Linked DNA regions of Oryctolagus cuniculus: region 2 is linked to region 1. The links are chromatin contacts, called in public Micro-C maps. All regions are on one chromosome and are shown on one strand. Each heading gives the region's core, a stretch centred on a gene start, on an enhancer-like site or on the middle of the called end of the contact. The rest is flanking DNA. Distances are from core to core; before and after follow the strand shown. Region 1 has its middle 94 kb from the start of GLUL. Region 2 holds the start of GLUL (glutamate-ammonia ligase).

The links. A called contact is a pair of places that touch in the nucleus more often than the background predicts.
Region 2: a contact with region 1 is called in a Micro-C map of ear pinna, with 7 times the contacts expected there. The contact joins the promoter of GLUL here to the enhancer-like site in region 1. A contact is called at or near these places in 3 of 6 Hi-C or Micro-C datasets (ear pinna, skin fibroblasts and an unstated tissue).

Annotation. Positions count from the first base shown.
Region 1 is chr13:702,743-709,376 of mOryCun1.1, reverse strand. No RefSeq gene overlaps it. Among named protein-coding and RNA genes, the nearest start is that of GLUL, 94 kb to the left of the region's middle. Within about 2 kb of position 3,001, at least 4 of the 8 cell types and tissues checked have an H3K27ac peak or open chromatin away from gene starts, as enhancers often do. A contact at or near this core is called in ear pinna, where this site is marked.
Region 2 is chr13:796,442-803,075 of mOryCun1.1, reverse strand. GLUL (glutamate-ammonia ligase) reads left to right here and starts at 3,339. Exons shown (of 6, transcript XM_051840972.2): 1 at 3,339-3,504; 2 at 4,150-4,311; 3 at 5,232-5,378; 4 at 5,471-5,598; 5 at 5,717-5,916; 6 at 6,153-6,634. The coding sequence starts at 3,339. The coding sequence ends at 6,471.

The DNA.
Region 1 (6,634 bases), core at 1,752-4,251:
GAAAAAAACAAGGAATGAAAGTGGAAGCGACTGGGCCCACAGGGCTCTGAGCAGAAATCTTTATGGCACAGAACAGCAAAGAATGTGACCTCACTGAAGAGAAGCCACCGGGAACCTCAGAACTCAGCAGGAAACGCACGGGGAGGTCAGGGAGGGGCTTCCCCTGGGCGGGGATGGCTCCCCGCCTGGATGGACGCCCGCTGCAGGTTGCCCGGAGGCGGCTTTACAGGAACTGGAAGGGCTGGGTGGTGAAAACAGCCTTTGGTGGAGCGAGGTCCTGCCTGCCGACTACAGTTCTGGAAAGTTTCTGAACCTGGGGCTCTGCCAGTGCCAGGCCGCCCGTCGGCCTGCCGCAAACAGCCTGGGGGACAGAAAAACCGGCTGACCACAAGCCCAGCACCCAGAGCTCCAGGGATGGGCGCTCTGGGCTGCAGCGCAAGGACCAGGCTGTGCAGGCGGGTGAGAGCTCGGGGAGCGCAGCCTGAACAACACTGGCGGCAGCAGGCAGCTGCTGGCCCTCGTTGAGGTGCAAATCCGAAGGCTGGCAAACGGGTCAGACTTCAAACCCTGGGCCAGTTCCCCTGGGGGCCCCTTCTCCCCTGGAGCACAGGCCCCCGCTGTGTGGAGCCTGCCGCCTTTTTCTTGGTCAGCTCCCTGCCCCTGTCTCTTTAGATGAGGCCCGCAGTGTCGCCCACGCTGAGCGCCGAGCAGTAGCTGCACCTCGCTGTGTGCATGGGCACAGGTGCGGGCCTCGAGAGCCGGTGTCTGCCGCGGCTTGGGGGCCACGTGTGTGGTCTCCCTTGCCCGAGATGGATGGGCGTGGCCACTGGCCAGTGAAGCTTTGTGCGACCTTCACGTGCCATGGAATGCCATTCGTTCCATCTTCTCCGGTAAGTCAGGTAAATCCAGCAGCCCACAGGAACGCAGAGGCCGCCAACATGGCCTGCTCAGCGGCGGCTCCCGAGCCCTGGAGATGTTGACAGCATGGCACAGAGCCAAGACATAGCACAAGCAATGCAGGACGGCTTGTTCACAGCCGTGTGGATTGCGTGCTGCAGCCGTGACGTGTTGGATATGCGCCTTCCAATGCATTTCTGTTCCCTGCTTCCTTCTCCTGGATTGACTCATGCTGTCTGCCGCGCAGCAACGTGGCCGACGGGGTCCCTGGCCGCGCCCCTGGGCTCCCAGCTGCCGCATCCCAGGCGAGCAAGGGGCTCCACAGGGCCCAGGAGGCCCAAGTCAGAGGAGCCTCCGGCTTGTCATGTCTGCACGCGTGTTTTAGAGACCTGCCGTGTGCTGCTCCGATCTGCCTCCTGGCATTTGGGGCACTGCCGGACCACCCGAGCCCACTCCCACTAACCCGTGGGCAGTGGTGTGGCCCCAAGTCCTGTGGCCGCTCAGCCCTGGCGTTCCCAGCTGTGCACAGAGGGGGACGGTGAATTTGCACTCAAAGGGGGAACTGTGAGGTTTTGAAGCTTACTCTGGACAAAATGCCCCTGTGTGGCACCTCCAGGCCTGCACCGAGGCTTGTGAGCCCGGCAGCCGGCACAGAGGCCATTTGCCCAAGTGGCAGAATGTTTGGGTGGGGGAGGGTGGGGCGGGAGCCCCCGGGGAGAACGCCGGAGGACAGCCCTGAGCAGCTGTCTGCTTACACCCCTCTGCCTTCCCAGCTGCTGCCGAAGCTCCAGGGGCCCCGTGGCCACACAGACGCTGCAAACCCCGTGTCTTGGGTGGTGCCCCTGCTCGGGCAGAAGCCCCTGGACCTCTCGTCTCAGAAGCTGTGTCTTCCACTTAGCGGCTTCCCCCTAGAAAATGCAGCTCTGCACAGAAGTGGACACATGAGAATGAACTTTAAACAAATTTGTTTATTGTCTCCTCTCAGGGAGGGGAGGCAGAGAGCTTGCATCTGCTGGTTCACTCCCCCAAGTTCCTGAGATGGCCAGGGGTCAGCCAGGCCAAAGCCCGGAGCCGAGAACTCCACCCAGGCCTCCTACGTGGGTGGCAGGGGCCGGTGCCACCCCCAGGGTGCGCATCAGCAGGAAGCGGGAGGTGGGAACTGAGCCCAGGCTTCCTGATGCCAGACGAAGGCCTAATGCCACCCGAACAGCTGGATTCGCAAGTCCCTGTGTATGTGAGAGGCCCGGCCAGGTGTGAAGTCCCTGTGTGTGAGAGGCCCAGCCAGGTGTGAAGTCCCTGTGTATGTGAGAGGCCCGGCCAGGTGTGAAGTCCCTGCGTATGTGAGAGGCCTGGCCAGGTGTGAAGTCCCTGTGTATGTGAGAGGCCCGGCCAGGTGTGAAGTCCCTGCGTATGTGAGAGGCCTGGCCAGGTGTGAAGTCCCTGTGTGCGAGAGGCCTGGCCAGGTGTGAAGTCCCTGTATGTGAGAGGCCCGGCCAGGTGTGAAGTCCCTGTGTGTGAGAGGCCCGGCCAGGTGTGAAGTCCCTGTGTGTGAGAGGCCTGGCCAGGTGTGAAGTCCCTGTGTATGTGAGAGGCCTGGCCAGGTGTGAAGTCCCTGTGTGTGAGAGGCCTGGCCAGGTGTGAAGTCCCTGTGTATGTGAGAGGCCCGGCCAGGTGTGAAGTCCCTGTGTGTGAGAGGCCTGGCCAGGTGTGAAGTCCCTGTGTATGTGAGAGGCCCGGCCAGGTGTGAAGTCCCTGTGTGTGAGAGGCCCGGCCAGGTGTGAAGTCCCTGTGTGCGAGAGGCCTGGCCAGGTGTGAAGTCCCTGTGTATGTGAGAGGCCCGGCCAGGTGTGAAGTCCCTGTGTGTGAGAGGTCCAGTCAGGCATGCAAATCCCCCGTGTGTGTGAGAGAGGTCCAGCTGGTGGTCTCCGGTGCCCCCTGGCTCCCAGGCTGCTCCCCAGGACCCAGCAGCCTTCCTCCTGCCCCCAGCCTCCTGCACCTCTGGCTCCACTCCCGCTCCTGCCCCAGAGTCCGAGCACAGCTGGGGCGCGAGGCCTGGGGCGAGAGGCGGACGCAGCTGGCTGGGCTCCTGAGGAAAACAAGTGGAGGCCCGAGGGAAACGTCCTGTTCCTGCAACCTGATCCCTGCCCGCAGGCCCGTGGGACCCGTCCGGGCAGATGGAAACTCACTGTGCAGGGCAGGCTGGGGTGCGGGGCCAGCAGGCGGAGGGCTGGCCAAGGCCCCAGCTCCTGGGGGGCCCTGGCAGCCGCCGAGTCCTCACAAGGAGGACCCGGATCCACAAAGGGGCTGGGACAAAGGGTTGCTGGCCGGCTGGGGCTGCGGGCCTCACGCAGACGCGGATGGGGGAGGCTGGACAGCGAGCGTCACACGGGTGGGGGTGCTGACCGCTGACCGCGTGCCAGGCTCTGTGTAGCGCCGCTGACCCGTTTCCTCGAGCTTGGGACCGTGTGGGATTCTCGCTGAACTGGAAAACAGGAAGCCGAGAGCTGCCTCCGTGTCAGCTCTGGGAGCTGCCCTAGCTGGAACGCCCACCAGGGGCCAGCCGGTGCCCTGGCACCAGGAAGCTGCCCGGCCCCACAGGGACCTCGGGCGTGAGGGTCAGGGTGTCACGGCCCCCGGAATCTGTGGACCCTCGGTCCCCACCCCCACCTCCACGGAGCCAGGGACAAAGCTCGCTCAGGCCCCTGCTCTGGCGCCACCTGGTGGCTCTGACGTGACTGCGCAGCCGACTCGGCCCTCCCAGGCAAACCCCACCAGAGGCGGCCAGTGCTCCCCTACCCATAGGCTCCCCATTGCTTTCTCTCCCGGGCCGGACCCCCAAGTCAAGGGATCTTGAGACCCTGCTTCTTACAGGGCTGCCAGCGGGACGTCTTATTGGAAGCTTTTATTCAGTTTCCCAGAGAGAACTTCCACCCTGTTCCCCAGGGTCTGGGACCTGCAGCCCGTGTATGCCCAAATGTGTGAGCCCACCAACACCAGACCTGTGCCCATGCCTGGGGGTTGAGCCTGCCCCAGGGCCTCCGTGAGGACACAAGCGACAGCCTCCACCCTGAACTTGACCAGGATGCCCAGTGCCAGGCTGGCTTCCCAGCACGGCGGGGAGTCAGCCACCACCTGCAGGCCTGGAGGGCCTGAGGGGCAGGAGAGGAGAGACACGAGGTTGGGATTAGGACGAGATCTGGGTTGGGGAGGTGTGAAGGAGCACCATGGAGGACACCACAGCCACGTGCTGTGGCCTGGGCAAGTGTGGCTGGGGGGGCGAGTGTGGCATAGGTCAAGTGGGCTTGGCCTGGGCGAGTGTGGTGTGGCTCACGTGGGTGTGGCCTGGGTGAGTGGTGTGGCTGGGGGGGGCGAGTGTGGCATAGTTCAAGTGGGCTTGGCCTGGGCAAGTGTGGCTGGGGGGGGCGAGTGTGGCATAGGTCAAGTGGGCTTGGCCTGGGCGAGTGTGGTGTGGCTCACGTGGGTGTGGCCTGGGTGAGTGGTGTGGCTGGGGGGGCGAGTGTGGCATAGTTCAAGTGGGCTTGGCCTGGGCAAGTGTGGTGTGGCTCGGGTGGGCTTGACCTGGGTGAGTGGTGTGGCTCAAGTGGGTGTGGCCTTGGCGAGTGTGGGGTGGCTCGAGTGGGCGTGGCCTGGGTGAGTGTGGTGGCTCGAGTGGGCGTGGCCTGGGTGAGTGTGGTGGCTCGAGTGGGCATGGCCTGGGTGAGCATGGCGTGGCTCAGGCGGGCAAGTTCAGGGTCTGCAGAGCTGGCACAGACCCCCAGGGTCAGCTGCTGCTCTTCCAAGGAGGTCCGTGGAAACCACAAGTCGCCCTTGGGACAAGGCCCAGAGGGGGCGGAGCCGTCTGTGTGGCTTCTGTCACCGGAGCAGCAGTGTGGCTGGGGCCCGTCACACGCGGGGCTGCTGTCACTCACTGTCACTTGTCTTCACCGAGCACTGAGAGTCCACCAGCGCTCACGACTGTGCCGGGTCGCGGAGCAGCAAGAGCGAGGAGAGTCTGTCGTGGCTCCGTGTGTGTGTGTGGGGGGTCTTGAGCACTTGGTCTGAGACCCTTCAGGGGGTGGCTCGCGCCCCCATCAGAGACCATGGGAAGCAGGAATGGTCACTGACCAGCGGCTCCTGGGCAGGATGGTCAGGGTGGGAGTCGGCGGGCCTGGGGCGTGACCCCCGGGAGGATTCTATTCAGCAGGTCCACCTTGAGCCCCTGGTGGGGGAAGCTGGCCACAGGCTTGGAAGAGCTGGACTCAGGCCTGGCCTGGCCTCCCTGATGGCTCAGGGTAACGCAGGACAGTGCCAGGGCTGCAAAGCCGCTGCTCCAGGGAAAGTCGTGGCCCCCAGCCTCCCGGCTCTCGGGACAAAGTGAGCAGAGGAGTCTCCCGGGGCCGCTGGTCTCACACAGGGCGGGGCTGGCCTGGGAGCTGTGTAGGCGGTCCGCGGGCTCGGGTGACAGGAGTCCCGGGTGCGTTGGGACAGAGGCTCTGTGCCCATCCCCAAGCCTGGCGCCCGGAGGTGGGGCCGCAGCAACAGGCTCTGGAGCCCAGCAGGTGGACAGCAGGTGCAGCCAGGCCTGCGTGGCCTCACCCAGTCCCTGGCCAGAGGCAGCTGCAGGGCCGGAATCTCCTTGCCTGGGGTCTCTGTTCTGAGAAGGCTCTGGAATGTTCTACCTGCATTTAACTTTTTTTTTTTTTTTTTTTTTTACAGGCAGAGTTAGACAGTGAGAGAGAGAGACAGAGAGAAAGGTCTTCCTTCCGTTGGTTCACTCCCCAAATGGCTGCCACGGCCAGCACTCTGTGCTTATCCGAAGCCAGGAGCCAGGTGCTTCCTCCTGGTCTCCCATGCAGGTACAAGGCCCAAGGACCTGGGCCATGCTCCACTGCCTTCCCGGGCCCCAGCAGAGAGCTGGACTGGAAGAGGAGCAACCGGGACTAGAACCCGGGGTGCTGGCACCACAGATGGAGGATTAGCCTAGTGAGCCTTGGCACTGGCCATACCTGCATTTAACTTCTACCATCCTTGGGCCCCGCTCCCCACCTCCACACTCTGCATGCCCAGCCCCAAGGCTCCTGCTTGTCCAGGAGGAAGGGACTCGGGAGAAGCGAGTGGGCCCTGGGTGACGCAGGCAGCGCAGACGAGGCCCCCTTCGTTCCAAGGGTGCGTGGGACCCGCCCATGGGGCCAGAAGCAGGGAGACCAGTGCCCTGAGCCCTGGCGGCCCCTGGGAGTCACCTGCGCGCGTGGGAGGACACACCACGGCCAGGCCCCATCACAGCCTTCCCAGAGGCGGCGATGGGGGCCAGGTGGCCAGGGTTGGACCCTGCCTGCCCTTCTGAGTCCCTGCCCATCCCCACAGCTGGCCCAACTCTTGCAGGAGCAGCTGGAGGGGCAGCGTCAGCCGCACAAGAGTGTGGTCTTGGGTCGCTGTCTGTGACAGACACCGGGCCTCATGGGACTGGGACAGGCACCAGTCTCCTTCCCACAAATGGGCGCCTCCTGGGCCTCTCCAGGCACTGAGAGCCCCAGAAAGAGACACCAGGCACCGCGCCCCGCCAGGGCAGGAGGGAGTCCAGCCTGGCTGCCACGTGCCGTCCTGTCCTGGGATCCGGAGCCCAGAGCCTCAGTGCCGAGGGTGTCCCTCAGCCACTCACTGCCCCCAATGTGTCCCGGGCCACACAGCCGGGCGTGCGTGTCGGGTGAGAGCGTGTCAGCATGTCGTGTGTCGCGTG
Region 2 (6,634 bases), core at 2,090-4,589, 93 kb before region 1:
GACCGAAGTCCTCAGCGAGAGCCTGGTGACCTCATTCCCGCAGGAATGAGGAATGTGTGAGGTAGAAGGGCTGGGTCCCTCTGAGCCTAACCTGCGCCTGCAGGCAGCACACAGGCCCGGGGAGCACTCTCAGGTCAGGGCCCAGGGTGGCCCACGTGCAGACAGGGGTCTTTTCAGAGAGAGGGCTGGACACTGGGGCCCGCGATGCCACCACCCGGGTGAGTCCTGGCTGCTCCCTTCTGATCCAGCTCCCTCCTGATGGCCGGGGAAGTAGCAGGAGATGGCCCAGGGCTTGGGCCCCTGCACCCACGTGGGAGGCCGGGAAGAAGCTCCTGGCTCCTGACTCGGGCAGCCGCGCCTGGTGTGGCCATTTGGGGATGAACCAGCACGTGGAAACTATCCCCCTCTCTCTCACTTGGCCTTTTAAGTAACCAAATAACTAACAAATCCAAGCGTGAGCAGAACTCACTGGTTAAACCCACCCTAAATGAAGCCTTCATCTCAGCAGCCGAACAAGATGGAGGACACGCAGGTGGCCTCGGGCTCCTGGCGCTGCCTGGGGACAAACCCTGGTCTGCACCAGCGGTCCCCGCCCCACCCACCCGGGCCTCGCAGCTCTGGCAGAGAGCAAAGCAGGATCAGAGCCCCCGCCAGCCTCCACGCCGCAGGGGCGAGAGGCAGCCCGGCTCGTGGGGTCAAGCCCTGTAGCACCTGCCCTGGAAGAGCTGGGCGGGCAGCGGGCGGCCACCGAGGATGGGAGGACAAAGGCGGCACCGTCCTACTGCTGCCCTGGCCTGGCACGGGGCCTCCTGCTCTCCCCCGCTCTGGACTGGTCCCTCAGGACTCACAGGGCCCCAGCAAGGTGGGATAGGTGAGCGAGGGGCTGGCCGAGGACAGGAATTCGGGGTCACAGGGACAGATCACCGCGGGTCTGGTTCCCTTCTGGGAAAAGCAGCTCAGAGCACAGTCTCCCTTGATGCTGCCGCCTCCGTGTGTGTGTTCGGCAAACACCATCGATCCAAGGGCGCCCTGGGCACACGGCTGCAGGAGTCGGGCCTCACAGCGGCAACGTGGGCACCTGCCAGGCACAGTGCCCAGGAGCTGCCACCTGGCGCCCGGTCCTCACAGCCAGCTTCCCAGTGCAGGCAGCAGCGGCCAGGGCCAGAGCACCCCTCCCCCTGCGCGGCTTGAGCTGCTGACACCCAGACCTCCCAGGAGGAGGGCACGGGCTCCCCCAGGCCCCAGTCTTCGTGCAGGAAGCAGAAGCAGAGGGCAATAAAACAAGCCCATGCCCGCAGGGTCCCGGCCAGCACCACCGCAGCCACTGCCCTGCCAAGCGCCCAGTTAGTCCCCGTGGGCCCCAGGAAACAGGGCTCCCCGGGCACTTCCCACACAGGGCTTCCCGCAGCCCCAGTGAAGGCCGCACCTGTCACCCCGGGGCGCTGCGCGGCTCATCCGAGGGCCAAGCCGGCCTGTGTGCCCCTGGGGTCCTGTGGATGGTCAGATCTGGACCCGGGGCTGTGTGCGAGGTCGGCCTGCGCTGAGGTCGGGGCCCCACCAGAACAAACTCCCCCTTCTCTGCCAATCGCCCCGGAGCGCAAGCTGACATCCAGATACCCGAGCCCCGAGAGATGCGGGAAACGCTGGGCCGCCTCCCTGTGCGGGAGCGCGTGCACCTGTGCGGGAGGCTGCATTCCCACAACAGGCGGCGATCAGGGCGCCCGGCTGAGGGTCACCCTCTCAAGTGAGAAGCAAAGTCAGGGCCATCTTCTCCGGGAACCCCGCACTTCCGATGCTCCCGCATTACGCCGCGCGCCCACCTCGGCAGGGCACGTGGTTCCCGGTTGCGGGGCAGCCCCGAAGGGCGGCCTCAGGCCCTGGCCTCCCAGGACCCTGTCGGGACCCTGGCCTTGTCTCTGCGCCCCGATGCCGCGGCGCACCCGCGAGGATCCGCACTGCCCCGGGGCCCCCGGCGAAGCGCCCAAGTCGGCTTCCGCGGCGCCGTCGCCGGCAGGGGGCGCCCCTCGGAGCCCTGCTCGCCGGAGCCCCACGCGGCCCGCACATCCCGCCGGCCCCGCCCCGCGCCGAAGTCGCCATCTTCGCTCCCCTCCCCCCGGCGCCTTGCGGGTCGTCCTCGGCCGCGGAGCCAATCAGGGCGCGGGGCGGGCCGGGGCGGGCCCGGGCGGTCGGGCCGCAGATAAAGCGCGGGCCGCGGGGCCCCGGGAGCCAGGACCGGAGCAGAGCGCCGCCGCCGTTGCGCGCCGGCCTGCGCCGTCCGACCCCGCCGCTCCCACCGCTCCCGCCGTCCCCGCCGTCCAGGTGAGTGCGCGGGTGGGCGCCGCCTGGCCCGCAGGGTCCCCGTGCCGCCGGGTGACCCAACAATGCGGCCGCGCCCCCGGCCCGCGCCGCGTCCGCCGGGCCGGGGCCGAGACGAGGCGCGCAGGGCGCGGGGCGCGCAAGGTGGAGTCGCGCTGCTCCCCCGGGGGCGGGAAGCGGGGGGGCCCCAGCCGCAAGGCGGCCCCGAAAGCCGCGGACGAAGATGAGGACGACGGCGCCTCGCGCTCCTCCGATTCCCCCTCCAACTGCTTCGGCTTCGTGGCCTACTCGGTGAACTCTGGGGAGAGGGCGCGCGCCAAGGTCAAGACCTCGGGCCCTTGGAGCGAGCGCCTTGCGTCCCCGGCGCCGTCGCCGCGGAAGCTCCGGTGCCTGGACCAGCACGACACGGAGCCGGCGGGGCGCGAGCGGGGGGTCCGGGCGGGGGGGCTCCGCGCCGCGCCGCACCTGCCATGGCCGGACCTGCCGCGGCTCGGGTGAGCGCCTGGAGCAAGGCGGGCCCAGGGCCTGGGGCCGGGGGACTCGAGCCCGGGTGGGCCCCGCCCAGCGCAGCCGCCGGCCCCGCCCGGGAAGCGGCGTCTGTTTTCCCTGCGGTGGGGATTTGGGGTCACGGCCTGTAGTTGCTAGAACTGTGGTTTGGGGGGGCCTCCCGCCCTCCGCCTCCTGTCCGAGGGTGGGGGTCTCCTCCAGGGCGGCAGCCTCGGCTTCTGAGCTCTCGCGTGGAGTACGAAAAGGGGGAAGCAGGCCCCGAGGGAGCAGATCCCAGCTCGGTCCCGGGGCCCAGGCCGCCACCCCCTGAGCTAGCAGCAGGAGTGGGGCTGGGACTCCGGGCCTGGGCTGCGTGTGAGTCGGGGCCTGGTGACCAGATCCGTCTCTGGGGCCGGTGCGCCGCCGGCTTCCTCCTGCGGGCTGGGCGTGTTGCTTGGGAGGGAGGGGCGGCCCCGGCTGGTGCAGGCTCGCCCACGGTGTCGTGTTGCTTCGCTCTCCCCAGAACGCCATCCACCATGGCCACCTCGGCAAGCTCCCACCTGAACAAGGGCATCAAGCAGGTGTACATGGGCCTGCCGCAGGGCGAGAAGGTGCAGGCCATGTACATCTGGATCGACGGCACGGGGGAGGGGCTGCGCTGCAAGACACGGACGCTGGACTGCGAGCCCAAGTGCGTGGAAGGTGAGTCGGCCAGGAGGCCGCCCCCGCCACGGCGGCCCCTGCGGGGCTCGGCAACAAAGGGACCCTGTGTTTGAGAGGAGGCCTGAGCCAGAACCAGGGTGTTTAAAAGGAAAAAAAAAGATTTAAAAGCTTTGCAGGGGTAGGGGGCGTGGCCATGCTGAGAGTCCCCGTCAGGCAGTGCCCATGCACCTGTTCCCGGGGGGCTCCTGCGTGGTCGTGGCCCCGTGGGAAGGGCCCCCAGGGGGTGCCCAGGACACGGAGTTGTGCACTGCCTGCAGGCGGCCGAGGAGCCCGGGGGCGCCAGGAACAGGTCTGCATAACCTGGGAACATGCTGTGGGCGGGTCCCGAGCCGCCTGCCCGGGGGTGGGGGTGGGGTGTGACTTCAGAGGTCTAGCATGTGCCTCCCGGTGCACAGGGGACTTCTGGGGGGAGGGGGTGACAGGTCCCTGGGGCGGTTTCTGTGACTTGTCTTCATGAGACAATGCCTGACAGTGCCTCGGTGGTCTTGCTGGGAGGCAGCCACCAGGGTACGCAGGGGAAGCAGCCTTGTGCCCCTCCGGGACGGGACCCCGCTGTGGGGCCGGGAGGGGGACTGGCTGCCTGCCTGCATGAGGCCTCACGGAATTTTCCGTCTGTCCCGCCAGAGCTGCCCGAGTGGAACTTTGACGGCTCGAGCACCTTCCAGTCGGAAGGCTCCAACAGCGACATGTATCTGGTCCCCGCCGCCATGTTCCGCGACCCCTTCCGCAAGGACCCCAACAAGCTGGTGTTCTGCGAGGTCTTCAAGTACAACCGGAAGCCGGCAGGTGTGTGGGGCGGGTGGGAGCCCCGGGCCTGACCTGCGAAGAGGTGGTGGTCCTGGAGCCGCCTTGGGTTCTGGGGCTTGAGCGTCCGTGGCTGCGCGCCGGCTTGCTCTGGAGAGGAGCTGCCGTGGCTGGGCCGTGGCTGGGCCGTGGCTGGGCCTGCCTGCTGAGGGCGTTGCATTCTTCTGCCTGTGCACTGGGGAGGGGGGGGGGCCTGAGTCCTGGGCTGCCCCTGGTGGGCAGTGAGCTCCCGAAGCGTCTCCTCATCTTGCGGTAGGGACGGTGACGACCGCGTCCTTAGAAGACGTGAGCCGGCACACGCCGTCAGGCCTGCTGGGGGCCGTGCTGTGCTGCCGTCCTCTGGGCCCCCGCCGCTCCTCGCGTGCAGCTCCGCCCCCCTTTTTCCTGTGCAGCCTCTTGCTCCCGCCAGTGAGGCTGCGGGGTCCCCAGGCCTCGGTGCCCCGGGGAGGCAGAGCTCCAGTGCCGAGACGGCCACGGGCCAGGGTTGTGGTGAGGGCTTGGCCGAGCGCTTCTGGGCGACACAAAGGTTGCACGGGTTCCTGGGCACAGTTAAGTCTGTGAAAGCCTTGCTAATGGGGACGCTGTTTCCAGCTGAGGTCACCTGACCTGGGTCTTCCTGCACCAGCAGCGCCCTGCTGCCCAGGGCGAGCGCCTCGGTCAGCCGTGGGCTCCAGGAGCCCGGGGAGGGAGGGGAGGGCGGGGCGGCCCGGTGCCTGGCTCCCTCGCCTGTCCCGATGGAGCTTGCGCCCCGGGGCCTGGTGTCGTGAGTTCGCCTGCGGCCCAGGTCCTTCAGGGTCGCCCCGCAGGTGCTGCTGTATGGCTGCTCCCGTTCTGACTTGCGGGGCGTGGGCAGGAGGTTGTGGGAGGTTGGCCCGGCGGCCCCTGACCCTGCCGCTCCGCAGAGAGCAACCTGCGGCACAGCTGCAAGCGGATCATGGACATGGTGAGCAGCCAGCGCCCGTGGTTCGGCATGGAGCAGGAGTACACGCTCATGGGCACCGACGGACACCCCTTCGGGTGGCCTTCCAACGGCTTCCCTGGGCCCCAAGGTGAGCCCCTCGCGCCCGCCCCGCCCCAGTGCTCGCCTGGGACGGCGGCAGGGAAGCCCTGGCTGCTGAGCCCTGCCCTCTGGCCTCTGCAGGCCCCTACTACTGCGGCGTGGGGGCCGACCGGGCCTACGGCAGGGACATCGTGGAGGCGCACTACCGGGCCTGCCTCTATGCCGGCATCAAGATTGCGGGGACCAACGCCGAGGTCATGCCTGCCCAGGTGACTGCCGGAGCAGCAGTGGGCACACGGAGGCTCAAGGGCCCCAAACCCAAGGGCGGGGCGGAGTCCAGGGCGGCGGGGCGCCTGCCCCTCTGACAGCGGCCTCTTGCGCTCCCAGTGGGAGTTCCAGATCGGGCCTTGCGAGGGCATCCACATGGGAGATCACCTCTGGGTGGCCCGGTTCATCCTGCACCGCGTCTGTGAGGACTTCGGCGTGATAGCGACCTTTGACCCCAAGCCCATCCCTGGGAACTGGAACGGCGCCGGCTGCCACACCAACTTCAGCACCAAGGCCATGCGGGAGGAGGACGGGCTCAAGTGCGTGTGGGCATGGCCGGGGGATGGGCCTTGGGGGTCAGGGTGGGCTTTGCAGAGCCCCCTGCTGGGAGCCCTGTGGTTGCTGGCGGCTGGGAGCCGGGAGGCAGGCAGGTCCACCCTGTGCACAGCTCAGACCCAGCCGGTGCAGGTGTGGGGAGACCCCCGGCTGCCACCCTCCGGGGTCCTGGGGTCCGTGGGGGCTGCGGCCGGCTGGACCTGGGTTTCTCTGTCCCCAGGCACATTGAGGAGGCCATTGAGAAGCTGAGCCGACGGCACCAGTACCACATCCGCGCCTACGACCCCAAGGGCGGCCTGGACAACGCGCGCCGCCTCACCGGCTTCCACGAGACGTCCAACATCAACGACTTCTCGGCCGGCGTGGCCAACCGCAGTGCCAGCATCCGCATCCCCCGGACTGTGGGCCAGGAGAGGCGGGGCTACTTCGAGGACCGCCGCCCCTCAGCCAACTGCGACCCCTTCGCCGTCACGGAGGCGCTCATCCGCACGTGCCTGCTCAACGAGACCGGGGACGAGCCCTTCCAGTACAAGAACTGAGCGGCCGCTGCCCGCCGCCCGCCGCCAGGGCCTCCCCTGCCCGCTGTAGCCCCGAGCGGGGAATAGCAAGGTCGTTCTGCCCCTCGCGCCCGGTCCAGCTCGCTGTCTTCTGCAGGGACTCGGGGTCGGGCCCTGCCGCGCCCCACACCCACCCCTCTGCTCT